Regions from separate parts of the Zea mays genome. Here regions 1 and 2 are each linked to region 3. The links are chromatin contacts, called in public Hi-C maps. All regions are on one chromosome and are shown on one strand. Each heading gives the region's core, a stretch centred on a gene start, on an enhancer-like site or on the middle of the called end of the contact. The rest is flanking DNA. Distances are from core to core; before and after follow the strand shown. Region 1 holds the start of LOC100273818. Region 2 holds the start of LOC103630785 (PLASMODESMATA CALLOSE-BINDING PROTEIN 2). Region 3 has its middle 59 kb from the start of LOC100191988.

The links. A called contact is a pair of places that touch in the nucleus more often than the background predicts.
Region 1: a Hi-C map of leaf shows a contact between it and region 3, with 2.2 times the contacts expected there. The contact joins the promoter of LOC100273818 here to the enhancer-like site in region 3. A contact is called at or near these places in 2 of 25 Hi-C or Micro-C datasets (bundle sheath and leaf).
Region 2: a Hi-C map of leaf shows a contact between it and region 3, with 2.7 times the contacts expected there. The contact joins the promoter of LOC103630785 here to the enhancer-like site in region 3. A contact is called at or near these places in 2 of 25 Hi-C or Micro-C datasets (both in leaf).

What each region holds. Positions count from the first base shown.
Region 1 is chr6:178,263,131-178,267,563 of Zm-B73-REFERENCE-NAM-5.0, reverse strand. It overlaps LOC100273818, which reads right to left and starts at 2,507. Exons shown (of 10, transcript NM_001148217.1): 1 at 2,128-2,507; 2 at 1,121-1,164; 3 at 467-554; 4 at 234-351. The coding sequence starts at 2,338.
Region 2 is chr6:178,279,436-178,284,031 of Zm-B73-REFERENCE-NAM-5.0, reverse strand. It overlaps LOC103630785 (PLASMODESMATA CALLOSE-BINDING PROTEIN 2), which reads left to right and starts at 2,775. Exons shown (of 5, transcript XR_555231.4): 1 at 2,775-3,070; 2 at 3,163-3,564; 3 at 3,690-3,720; 4 at 3,803-4,152; 5 at 4,340-4,596.
Region 3 is chr6:177,982,327-177,987,153 of Zm-B73-REFERENCE-NAM-5.0, reverse strand. It overlaps LOC103630780. Among protein-coding and RNA genes, the nearest start is that of LOC100191988, 59 kb to the right of the region's middle. Within about 2 kb of position 1,468, at least 18 of the 20 cell types and tissues checked have an H3K27ac peak or open chromatin away from gene starts, as enhancers often do. A contact at or near this core is called in bundle sheath and leaf, where this site is marked.

The DNA.
Region 1 (4,433 bases), core at 1,258-3,757, 280 kb before region 3:
AAAACTAATGAAATAGTTTCAAAAACTACAATACCAGTCTGGAGTAAGTTGGGTAAGACTAGCTATGAAATCCAAAAAGAGTTACAAGTCACAAGGAAGAGAAACAAATGAAGGAAAGGACAACAGTGATATATGAAGAAGACATTGACTTGAAACGATGAAAACGGCAAACATTAACAAAACAATCAACATATAGCTAGGAATCATATATGGAACCAATAAGTAGCACATACATAGTAGCAGAAAATATTTCTGTAGTGTCACTTGTCTTGACATCCAAGGCTGATGAGTTTAGTGGAGCTTGCATCTCTGGTTCCTTTTTTACAGGGCCTTTGAAACCGCCTGTAGGGTCTGCTGAAATGAAGAGAGAGAAAACAAAATGAGAGCACCATTTATCCTGAGGAAACTACAAACCATACATCATTATAACAGTTATAGCACAAAAATACAAAATGAAGAATGCGACCTCGCCCACTTCGATCTGAAACAGCCTTATATCCTCGGTATGTATATTTCTGGAAAGGTCGAGGCCTTGTTTCGTGATTAACTTTAGTCTACAGATAAGAGAGAGTTTGTCAGGGGAATAATAGTTAACCTGGAGAAATGGATTGACTCAGATCAAATGCCAAGATGCACTAAAGTTTACAGAAAAGGATTTTTGAGTGTAATAACATAGTACCCAAAAAAAGGCATATCAATGCATAGATCTATTTCAAAGCAAGTACAGTGCAATGCAACTGCTCTGTTAACAGTTGTATGTTGATTCTTCAAGCAAGAATGGCACCATATAGCAACACGACATATCAGTCAGTCTATAGCATGGCAGGAACCTAAATCCCTTATTCAGTGCAAGATTGCACAATCAATGACCTTCAAATTGCAAAAAGGAAAATCTTACATTACAGTGAAAAGAAAACCCTCAAACAAAAACCAAAGAACGAAAAGCAAACAATGAACCTATAGAAAAGCTGGGGATATAACCGTGTCATGGTAACACAAAACACAGTTTTGCACTGTAGACTGCACTATTCGCAGAGGAAAGTTTGAAATAGGAGATGAGATGGGAGATAGGGTGTGTAAGCTGCTGGAGATAGTCTAAGAAATCCATGCGTCTACGAACCTCCTTTTTCCTATCCCGCTTTCTTCTGACTTCATGAAAAGTATCTGGATAGACATGAATTAAAAAAAGAGTTAGATTAATCATAAGAAATCCCTGCCAAAAATATCATAAACAAACATTTAAGATCCTCAATGATCTATAGATGCTACCCTATGCTTCATTTATTACGAATATATCAGCCATAAAAGTTAAGGGTTAGATGGTGCATTTAGAAATTAGAATAAAACAAATGAGCAGAACTAATGGAAGGTTCCATAACTTGTAGCGACCTTAGGTAACTGGCACCCAAGCATCTCTACACTGAAAGTACTACTTACCCAAAAATATACGCTACTTGGCACATACCAATTTAAAGAAAATAGGTAGGCAATGCGTCTATGCCAACATATAGACAGATAGAAAACTCAATACCAAGAAAATGGTAAGCAATACATGAGTGAACTTAAACACATCCTATTGATGAAGATAAAAGGGATGTTTATGGTAGGCGCAACAGTTTTTGTTTACATATAAGTACCAGGTAACATGATCCTGGAACACAGTTGGATTACAATGGGATATGAATCAGGACTTACGTAGGAAACTGAACCCTCACCCCCCCCCCCCCCCCTCCTATTATTACACCATGGGGTGGCACAATCTGTTGCAAAAGACACATTCATAAATGCAAAAAAAAGGTTGTCCGTTGACAAATATAAATTAGTGTCTTCTCCCATCTGAAGTCATGAGCATGACAAATTAAAACTTCCCAGCATGCTTCACAGTGACGTTGAACCTAAACTGGCAAGCAAAACAAGTCGCAGCGTACCGCATCCGCAGAATCGGACCAAATTTGCAAGCAATTCAACAGCAACCGTCCAAAACGGGGGGGTTACAACTTATACCACACGAGGGGGGGCACAAACCCTAGCGCTGACAAGCATCGCACGACAACGTCCACGCTAAACAATTGGAGCCCGCGAGGACAAAGCTGGAGCCTAGAGCGAGGTGAGAGTATATGCCCTTACCCTGGGAGATGAGCCTCTCGACGGCTATGTCGGGGTCCATTCCGCAGTCGCAGAGCGTGGCGTAGATCTCGCCCTCCGAGCGGTCGGCCAGGATCCCCTTGAGGCTCTGCACCATCTTCCTTGAGGCGACCGGGATCGCCGCCGCATCCGCCCCGTCCGGCGCCGCGTAGGAAGGCTGCCTCCCGCCGCCGCCACGGCCACCGCCCCTCATGGCGCTCCCGCTCCCGCCCCCGCAGCCACCACAGGGGCCTCCGCCGGCTCCTCCCCCTCCTCGATCCGGGGCGGCGACCAGCTGCGGTCGCGTCGCCGCTGCACGCGGTGTACGGAGCAGCAAAACCCTCGTCGCCGCCGCCCCACACGCACCGTATATTGCCACAGCCACGCAAACGCACGCACCGAGAGAGGGCCGGCCGTGTACGAGCTCAGCTAATAAACGGGAACGGGGGAATGCCGGTTTCCTTACCTGAGCTGAAAAAAGAGAAAGACAGACGAATAGCGCCCTGCCCTGCCTTCCGCCTTTGCTCCCTGCACCCGGTCTCTCCTCTGTGTCGCGTTTCACCGGTCGCTGACAGACGGGTGCCGTTTATGAAATCAGTCCGGATTGTTTCTCCTCTCTCTCTCTCTCTCAATTCGTTGCGGTCTTTTAAAAAAACGTATCTGCCCCACAGAGATAAAACATTAGCAACTTAAGCTAAGGGTCTAACTTAACTGTTTAAAGTTAGTTCTATAATTCAAATGGCTAATAATTTTATATAAGTTGTGACGTCTTATACAGGAAATTAAACACAGATAGGTATGATATGCTTAAATGGTAATGACATATTAAATGGGTTTTTCGCTCTTCTTATAATAATCATTCCTTAATTTCTAAAGGCACACATTATTTATCTAAGTGCGTATAAGCAGTACAATTTTCCGGTGTCGTGAATAATGTTGATAGAGGGGCGTGACGTGAGATGGCTGGCTTCACGTGCAAGGTGGTCAGAAGTAGAGATGTCAATGGGGAATTATCCACCGGGTTATAGCATCCCAGACTCATCCCCATCATATTTAATCTATCCTCATACTCATCCCCATTCGGGTTTCGGGTTCTCAATGGGTCCCCATCCTCAATTAAGGAATAACTATGTACTAATAGCTAGCACAAACTATCCAGATTTCATACATCACTACATCAGCAAGCACTCATCCATGATCCATTCATCCATCGATCAGAAAAGAAATTAGTACTTCAGGACCGATAGAAGAAATGAAGAAATGGAGTCTACTCACCTTCCTTGGTCACCATTTGAGTTCGTTGGTGCCTGAGAATTCATGGTTGTCACCGTCGTGCTAGGCTCATAGTAGTCGGCGGTGCTCCTCGTCGCTGGTGAAGTCGCCAGTGTGCAGTGCTAGCGCAACTGTCCAGGCGTGTGGCAGTTGGCCGACTGGACAGGGCATAGCGTATGGCTGGTTATTTTAGGGTTTTGTTTTTTGATAGTCTACTAGTTTCCTTGCTATGTTGCCTTGTTGGGCTAAGACCTGAGGTGCGCTGCCGTGTTGGGCTTGGTGTTTGGCTTGGCCTCAACTCATTCTTACAACAAGGACAGGTGTACAAGCATGAAATACACATGAGTAATCGGGTTCGGATTCTTGTTTTCTAAACCCATACTCGTTTAACCAATGGGTGGATATTTTGTCCCATATCTATACCATGGGGATAATTTTTGTCCCGTACCCATACCCTAATAAAGGAATTCTTCATGGGTTAGCAGGTATCGGGTCCCATTGACATCTCTAGTCAGAAGAGTCTTTTCGTTCTCTGATTTGTTGTGTTAATCATGTAAGGCTCATGTGGATGTATCCAGCCAAGATATAAAGTTGTGACGTATAGTACAACCATATAATGCGGTGTAGTAAGCAGTAATATTTTCATGGCGCAAGCATCACTGGTAGGAAGTCGTGACATGAGATAGATAAGTGCTTGTAGAAAAACGTGATGTGAGGTGTGGTCGTGTAGGAAGGTTTGATGACCGGCTTCAGACTTTGATTGTTATTCTATTATAGACCTAAATCCGTTTGAGATGGTTCGGTGTAAAATAGTTTAAGTAGGCTTCAAATGAAAAGGTGAATGAAATTCTTCTTATTCTCTTGTTTATTGTGTTTATTATATCAGCCTTGCGTGGTTGTATTCAATTATATATGAAGTTATGTGACTCGGCATAATAAAACCAAGTGACGCACGAGAGCCTTTTTTTTTGCATTTAGAACCTAGGGCCAAATAAACAGGCTCACAGATTATAACGCATCTTTCTTTCCCTCATAGC
Region 2 (4,596 bases), core at 1,526-4,025, 300 kb before region 3:
TCATCATGGCTCGTGGTTATGGTTGAAGATGGAGATGATATTTTCCTAGCAGCTAGGTTTGTTTAGAGCAGCATTTTCTTGTGCCGGAGTGAGATGACGCCATGTGGAGGGAGCTCTGGATCAGAAAGGAACAGCAACAATGGTGGAGATACAATGGGCAATAGCACATTCATGCATCATTGCTGAATCCAACCACTGTTTGCGACTTTACGTACGTAGTATTATTATTGGACAGAGCATGAGGGAGAAAGACTGTTGGTTGGTTCAGGCCCAGCGAACTTCTTGGGGACATATAGGTGGGACGACACCGTGGCAGCTAGTGTGGCCCCAACCTCGCTGGAAGGAAGGACGGAAGAATCCAGAGCTCTGGACGTGACTGACTGCCGGATCCATCCTGCTCCCGTTTACCCTTTTTTCGGTCTCCAAGAACACCGGTGTGCGTGCGTCGTAGTCTGAAGAACCTGCTGCAGGGTCTCGACGTTGGTTGAACTCACAGAAAGCTAAGTATGCAGCCTCTCTATGTGTTTGATTGGCTTTGCTGTTTGTATGAAGCCATAGCCATGTGAGGTGGTGTATGTTCGCGGTTCCGACATGTGCAAACGGAATGCATGTCCTGTTGGATTAGAGTAAACAACAGCAATAATACAGAGCAATAGAGTACTAGAGTGCCGTCTGCCAGCTCGGCGACCTTGTCCTGAGCAGTGAGCAGCATCACCCGCTGCGAACGCCGACCGAACCACTTACATATGTGAAAAAACAAAACAAAATTTGTTCTGACTGAAATACTACAACAACAAAACTATTAGAACGCAGCAAACACCTGAAGCAATGCAATTATGCAAAACCTCATCATATCTTCCTCGCTGTGACTGTGAGCACATGGCTTGTCAGCATGCTTCCACCCACCACAGTACATGTCCTTGTTCTTGGATGCCATAGTTTGTACTACGTGAGTGAGACCTGTTGGATTGGGAAGCCAAAGCCTTCAGAAAGAGAAAAAGTCACTTTCTCTACTGGTTTGCCATTCCTTTTCGTTTCTGACGAAAAGAAGAACAGCTGGATGGCCTTCTGTCTTCTCCTGTAGCAAACAGGACTACACGACGCTGGCATTATTGGCTCGGATATTGGCTCTTTCGCGAGTTCAGGGTCAAAAAAGCGCTGCCCTTTTTCTTCCCCAAGACATGGGTGGCCTTTTGTTGGTTGGTTACTCTAGACTCTAGTTCCAACCTCCAACAGCTGCTGTTGTGAACTGGATAGCGAGCTGGGCTGCAGCCCTAGCCAGACTCCGGTCGCGGTCGCCGTCGCCGGTCAGCCGAAGCTTTGATTTCAGCTTCAGCTGGCGCGTGGACAGACACAGACGTCGGCAGGGCCGAGACTAGATGGATGACTCAACTCGAGCTGTAGCTGTCGACTTGTCGAGTGAGTGGGTGATACAAGTTTTTACTCGAGGCCAATGAATCAAATCGTATAACTGTGGCTTCTGGGCCAAAATGGTCAGTGGCCTCATTAAAGCTTTGACGAACTTGTAGCCCATGGGCCATATGACATGGTCAACATTGTATTGGGCCAACGAAAAATCACCAGCGTTCGTTGGAACAAAGTAGGGGTCCAGTTTCTAATCGATATGTGCAGATGCTTCTTTCTGTAAAAAGTCTACACGACAAAAAAAAAATACATGAAATGCAACCAGCAACAACGCGGCACACATTCAACGTTGAATCCATTCATGTCGGCGGTACCGTTGTAAAATTGTTACAAAATTATATTTAAAGACATAGATTAAAACACTTTAATACATTCTTAGATTTTTCGGTTTTTTTTCTAGAGCTAAAGTTAGTTTCACCACGCTTCCTCTCGTCTGCCCCACTAGCTTGAGGCGGTAAAGCAATCGGCCCACACACTTCCCTTTGCCCCACTAGCAGCGATCCCAAGAACGGCAGGGGGGAGGAGGATGCGGCGGCAGCGGCTTTTTGTCCAATTTGTGCCTGCCTCTAGACGAGGACCGGAATTTTCAAGCTATCCTTTCCGCAGCAGGCTGCTTATTCTTGCGACCACCTTCCTGTGATCTTCTCCTCTCCTTCTATAGTGCTAGGCGGCGCCGTCTAGATCTGGGTAACGACCTAGTACGCCTGGTCCGGAGGGAGGGGGGCCACAGAAGCCAAATCTGCAAACTTTTTCTATGGCCGACCCCTCGCAGCTGATACTGATAATATAGATGGTCAAACGGGTCACTCGGTCCGGCCAGGCCCAGCCCATATTGGACACGTCTCGTTTTAGGCACGGTCCATCAAGCCCGGCTAGCAAATCGTGTCATGCCGGATGGGCCCACGTACCGCGGCACAGACACGGCATGTTGGTCTGCTAGCCGTGTCGAGCCGGTCCGGTAGCACGTTAACTCATCTAATTATATTGTATAATTTAGCAAAAAATGTAGCTATTGGGGGCTCAAACACATACCCAAATGTACAAGAGACTTAAACACATCTATCTAGCTAGTGTGGCGGTAGTTTTATTGTGTTATACGTTAAATTATTATATTTAATATATATAAACTATTATTTTTAAAATAAAAAATATAACTGTGTAGTGTCCGTGTCAGCACTATGGATCGAGATGGTGGTTCAGGCACAACACTATAGTCGTGTCGTGGCAGTCACTAAAGACAGGTTGGATCGTGTTTTTTCTTGTCATGCCTAGACTGGCCAATCGTCTTAGTGTCAATTGGTCATCTATAACTGATACAATGTGTGGACTCCTTTGATATCTCAATGTGTGCTGACCAGGCAGCCTGCCTGCCTGCCTGCCCGGCCAAGTTTCCTGTTATTCCCCGGCGGCCAGACTTGTGATTCCGTTTGTTCGTGTCACTGAAGAAAGCATTCGCTTTACACGCACTCGTTCCTGAATCAGCACAGCCCCAGCCTACCGGTGCCGGCTGCTGCTTCGCTGGGAGCCAGAGGCCCACCCAGAGCTCGCAAGCTTGTCATGGCTCTGCCTCTGCGGCCAGTCCATGGCTTGGCGTCCCTTCTTCTTCTGCTCCTCGTCCTCCTGTCCTGCAACTGCCACTGCCACGGTGAGTTGTTGCATACTCTGCTGTCTAGGCCGATAATGCATACTCTTCTTCTCCAATGATGGTTTGCTCCACGCTGACTCTGGCTCTGGCAGCAGGGGGAGGAAGCGAGCGGGGAGCAGGCGCGACAAAGAGGCTGGAGCGCGACGTCACGTCGCCCCTGGCCACGGTCCCGGTGGTGAACCCGACGGCGACGATGCCGTTGCCCACCGCGACGCCGGCGGCGCCTTCGCTGCCGCTGGCCACCGGCGCCGGCGGCGGGAGCTGGTGCGTGGCGAGCCCCAGCGCGGGCGCGGCGGTGCTGCAGGTGGCGCTGAACTACGCGTGCGGCCAGGGCGGCGCGGACTGCTCCGCCGTCCAGCGGGGCGGGAGCTGCTTCAGCCCGGACACCGTCCCCGACCACGCGTCCTACGCCTTCAACACCTACTACCAGAAGAACCCCGTGCAGACCAGCTGCGACTTCGGCGGCGCCGCAGTCCTCACCACCACCAACCCGAGTAAGCTCGTCAAGCTCCACCCTGAACACGTCGAGATCAGAGCAAGGTTCTTGTTTTCGCAATCTGCATCCATAGATAGATAGATGTTCACGCGTTCGCTTCTTTGTTTGCATCTGCATGCGCAGGTACTTCGACGTGCCAGTATCCAGCAACGAGGTAAATTTCTACCAACGCAAGCAAAAAAAAAAAAAGGAAAGGTAGCTAGCTACATGTGGTGATTTCTGCTTGGAACTGACAGCACCGGAGCTTCGGTCCTGAACACGTCGACTCCGCTGACGCCAGGATACGGATCTGCCCCCGGCGGGTACGGGAGCTCTCCACCGGCTGGAGACGGCAGGTCCCCTCCGCTGTACGGGAACATGTCGCCGCCGGACTACGGCGACAACACCAGCGCCGCCGTGACCGTGAGGGCACTGCCCGGCCGCAAGACGGCGGCGGCCGTCGTGGCGCTGGCCACGACGTCGACGTGGCTCCTCATCGCACTGACGGTGAGCGGCTGAACCTGCACGCCAGGCCCGCGCGCCGCGTTGCCTCCGCGCACGTGCAGTTCGTTCAGTTGCAGACTCGCAGCTCAGGTGGCGCCCGAAGGTGATGTCTCTGTTAGAAAATATTTTATGTGATCTAATTCCAAGGGGTGCGACCCGTTGTGGTGTCCCTTCACTATGTATATATATGTACACTTCATGAGATGAATACAACAGTCCTGTCATTTTGTCGTTTCTCTCTGTCTCTCTCCACTGGGTTAGCCACTGAATTAATTATAACACGTTATCAGCACGAGTCTCTACACTGAGCGAAGAAGGCCAGAAAATCATCGGACGCAAGCATGGAATATCAGAAAATAACTGGCGAGATCATCATGGCCATGATCGTGATTTTCTTCTTGGTGGATGACGTTAGTTGCGTCCACACCAAGACAAGATGGCATGCAGATGCAGGAACACTACGATGGCAATCAGTAGTGTTCGGATGATGGCTGGGATGAGGCGATCGGTGGCCAGTAAATCCAACTTGAGAGATCTCCAAGGTCAG
Region 3 (4,827 bases), core at 219-2,718:
TAATTTCCACTAGATGTGGAATTACGGTATCCTTTAAAGCTCTGATGGCAGAAACCTATAAGGTTTAGGTGTCACTGGCAAAATATCCCCATTGTGCCAGAATGACAGACTATAACGATGTATCTTGTCGATGAAAAATCCCTGATAGATTACGATCTTTGATGGACTTTTGTTACACCATCATAGATGTTGCAATGGATGAACGCCTGGAGCGATGTGTCATATTTAGAATATGTACTATTGCAACTATATTGCCCCCTAAGTCCTATTGAAGGACATGTTACTTGCTTTGCACAACTATGTATAAATTATGGTGTAAGATAGAAAATGATAGCACCCCAACCTCATCCATTCTTGTTATTCCAGATGAACAATGAGACATATATCTTGAAGAATATGCTTGAGTTATGAGGGATAACGACTTTGACAGATGTCATCATCAGGGGGAGCGAATGCTTATATTGATCACAATCGTGAGACAATAAATGTCATATTCTATGTCCTGAAGGCGTGAGCTTGATGATCAATATGTGAACCTTTATGGAACTTTCTATCAAATATATAGATCCAGTCGATCGAATACCATCAGTCAAAGTGGCTTATTTATATTGATACGTGCACTTACCTCGAATATTTTAGAAGTGAGTAGAGGTAAAGTTCCTGAAATAGTCCTTGCAAGGATATGCAATCCGTTTGCTAAATCTTTATGTGCATATACTTCCAGAAGAAGATGTTTTGCCTTATTGATACAGTTTTGCAAGGTTCAGGGGGAGCACATTTCTAAAGTTAGCCTTTGTAGAAGATTCGGTAGAATCTAGATCCCAGATGATCGAAATCTGTCCCGATGACAACTGTTGTACTCTTTTTCCCTTGATGAGTTTTCTTGAAGTTTCTCACATGAGATTTTTAACGAGGCAACAAAGTGTAAATGCAATTTGTATCACCATGCACTCTTTCTCCATATTTTTCCCACTGGGTTTTTTGGAGTTTTAACGAGGCATGTGTTGGTCGCGGTATTCGCCCAAGGGGGAGTGTTGAGAAACCCTAATGAAGAGTTATGTGAGCAAATACCGAATATAGCCCTGAGGGCTATCGCGTCTCTATATATAGAACATGTACCCCTCATATGGAATACAGAGATCAGAAAGAGGCCAGAGGCCCAACCCTATATCATGTGTCTCGTGTGTTTCCTCTGTCGTGCTTATGGGAAAGGAGACGGGTTTTCTACATCTTCTTGCGCCTCTGCCGCTGACGGGAGGGAAGGGAGCGGATCTGGTGATCCGTGGTAACGTAGTTCTCAATAGTTCTTAGGAAGCGGTGCACCGAATGCACCGGTCGGTGTGGGCAGGACCGGCTGGCTTGGCAATAGCCCACCATGGCCAGCGAAAGAAGGCCCAACTGGCCCACCGAGGAAGGCCGATTGAGGTCCTGGCTGGAGCGTCGAAACAACACCCCGTGGCGACTGTTGCACGAGGCCAGGGGAGCGGTAGCCAGGAAGCGGCCCACAGGCGCCCCCGGCCACATCTGAATAAGCCCAGTCCATGGATTGTAAAATGAAGGCCAAGCTGGTGAGCTGTTATGCTTTTTGTTTTTGTATTTCTTCTTGGGCCCTGGATGATGAGATGAAGCAGGGGTACCGTGAGCCGGTCCGGCAGAAGAACGAGGAGCAGTGGCGTACCCCTGAGCCGGTCCGGCAGAAGAACGAGGAGCAGTGGCGACGAGTGCCTGCGAGGGTGCCGAAGGTCTGGCCATGGAGATCTCTTCAACCAGGAGATCATTCTTGACCTCAGTGAAGGAGGGGAACGGCTTCTGTCGCTTGAGAATGGCGCCCATGTACACAAACTTCTCATTCAGACCGCGTAGGACGGACAGAACAAGAGTTCGGTCAGGGACATGCTCGCCCAAATCGCCCAGGAAGTCCGCCATAGACTTGAGCTTGCGGCAGTAATCAGAGACAGAGAGGTCACCTTGCACAAAGTTACGGAACTCGGCGTCGAGGATGAGTGCACGGGTCTCCTTGTTGCCGACGAACTGATCTTCGATGGCGAGCCAGACGTGACGCGCGGATGCGCCGGGCGTCATGACATCGCTGAGAAGCTACAACGGAAACGGAAATAGAAAGGTCGCAGGAGCGACGGCTGATACCATGAAAGCATGATTGTATTCATATAATCTTTTTTGATAATTACATTGGTGGCCGAGACTCAATATATATAGCAGTCATATAGGCCGGTTTATAGAAGTAAGAACCGGTCAATATCAATCACTGCTATATTAGGAACCAATCATATCAATTACTGCTATACAGCCAATACCGTGAAGGCGGAAGACTATGATGGCATTCCATCTATAACTCTAACAATCATCATGACACACCTTGTACACGGCGATGAGGTGCGATCCCCGCGGCCGTGCCGGAGCCTAGGCCGCCAGGGAGTGACGCACCTTCGACGAAGTTCCCTGCGACGTGCGTGCCGTGGCCAATGCTGTCGTCGGAGGGGTCGTAACCTCGGACGAAGGACTTGGATCCGACGAGCTTGCGAGTGCACCGGCCGGTGTCTTCTTCAGAGCCTGTGCAGGCCCCGTTCCACCTGGCTGGTGGCTCCGGGACCCCGTCGTCGCGGAAAGAGACATGCTTGCCGTCGATCCCCGAGTCCACAACGCCGATGACGACTCCGCTGCCGTAGCCGGCGTCGCTCCAGAACCGGTGCTCGTCCCTGCTAAGCCCGAGGAACGACGCGTGCGCGTGGTGAAGAGCTCCAGCTTGCGGTCGGGGAGCGCGCGTAGGAAGCCCGGCTGCTTCGCCACCGCCGAAAGCTCGGCTTCGGTGAGCCGGGCGGCGAACCCATGGAAGACTGCCGTGTACGAGCCCACCAGGCGCGTGTCGCCGGTGGACCCAGACTCATCCGTCAGCTGCTCGGTGGTGGTAGGCAGGAAGCTCTCGTGCCACTGGCGATGCGCGCTTCGGCTCATGGCGTCGGCATTCACGGGTGGCGAGACGAAGACGATGTAGGTGCGACGATAAGCAGCAGGATCTTCTTTGGGCTCATGGGCAAAGCTTGCTCGGGGGACCTCGGTCTCGCCCATGGTGGAGTGGAGGGACAGAACGGCGAGGAGGAGGAAGGTGGTGGCGAGGCCAAATCGGAAGGATGCCATGGGGAGCGTCAGCAGGAGCTTGCTAGCTACGGCTGGCTGAAAGTGTGAAGGTGTATTACAGAGAGAATGATTCACACGATACTCTGTTCCCTTACATTGGCAGATACAAATAGCCAGTGATAGCAACAATCACGACAAGCAATCCTAGATTACATGCAACTATACATGGAAGGAGCTAATCATGAGATGCTAAATGATTACACCGGTGAAGGGCAATGCACCTGGACGTGCATGCAAATGGAGCCGGTGATGATGCAGCTAATGTTGCTCATCCAGGTCACCTGACGGTAGCGGGTGCATGAGCAAGCCGTCGAACACTCTCCCTTAGTCGGAGCGGGAGGAGGTCAAACGTTCAGACTAGTCCGAAACTCAGTGAAGACGGAAGATGGAAGACCCTTGGTGAAGATGTCAGTAAACTGTGAAGTAGTCGGCACATGAAGGACCCGAACGTGGCCAAGAGCGACACGCTCGCGGATGAAATGTAGATCGATCTCCACATGTTTCGTACGCTGGTGCTGAACTGGATTGCTGGAGAGATATACTGCACTGCTATTATCACAGTAAACAACAACAGCATGACGCAAAGGGTTGTGAAGCTCGAGAAGCAGCTGCCGAAGCCAAGTAGCTTGAGCGACGCCGTTAGCAACAACACGATACTCAGCCTCAGCACTGGAGCGAGACACAATCGGCTGCCTTTTGGAAGACCAATTTCAATTACTTAAGAGGTCAGGGTCGTATTCACAAAAAATAGGGACCTAGCTATAAGACTCTTTGAACTGGCTAGGACAGCGGGTTAGTTCTGAAAAACTTCAGGGTTTCTTTTGCAAAATGGCGCGACAGTTATAATCTCGGTTTCCTCTCGGTCGTTGGATCCCTGACTACCGGCCAGGATTAGATCCCAACACCAGCAAACCGGTACGAAGTCACAGCCGCCAGATCTAGGATCCTAGGCTAAAATTCTTCCACGTCTACGACATACCCTGGCCCTCGGATAACCGATCCACGACTCTGATTCAGTCTAACCAACCGGTATTCTATGGTTTAATCTGGCCCGTTGGTGACCGGATCAGCGGCCAGGGAGTCGCCTCCCTCTCTCCGATGACCGGCAACGACGGCGCACAGCGCCCGCGGCGGCGCCATCACCGGAGACAACCAATCCAGCGCTCCAATGCTTCCTTCACCACCCATATAGTGATTCGCGAAGAGGAGTACGGGGCGAACGCAATGGTCGAGGACTCACCGGCGATGGCTATGTGGTGAAGTCGACCCACGGCGTGGAGTGGATCCACGGCGGTGATGATCCCCCGCGAGGAGTTGTGCCTACTCAATTCGTCCTCTCGCTTGGAAGCGCGCTCACCCATGCTCCCAAAATCCCCACGAAGATCCTGGCCTTCCCTAGAAAGCTTGTCGTCGCGTCAAGCTCTGCTCCCACGCCGGCGGCCCTTCTTCTCTCTCCAACCTATCTACTCGCTCCGGTGGAATGCGCTCGGTGCCTCGTGTAAATCCCCCAGGCACGGAATAAATCCAGTCGAAGTAGGAACGGCCTCGGGCGAGCTCCTAGGCGGCTTCCGCGGCGCGCACATGTAACAGACGCGAGGATAGGGGCAAGTCTGATAAAATGTTAGAGCGTGACATGCCTCATAAAGAAACATCATGCTCTACTACATTGTC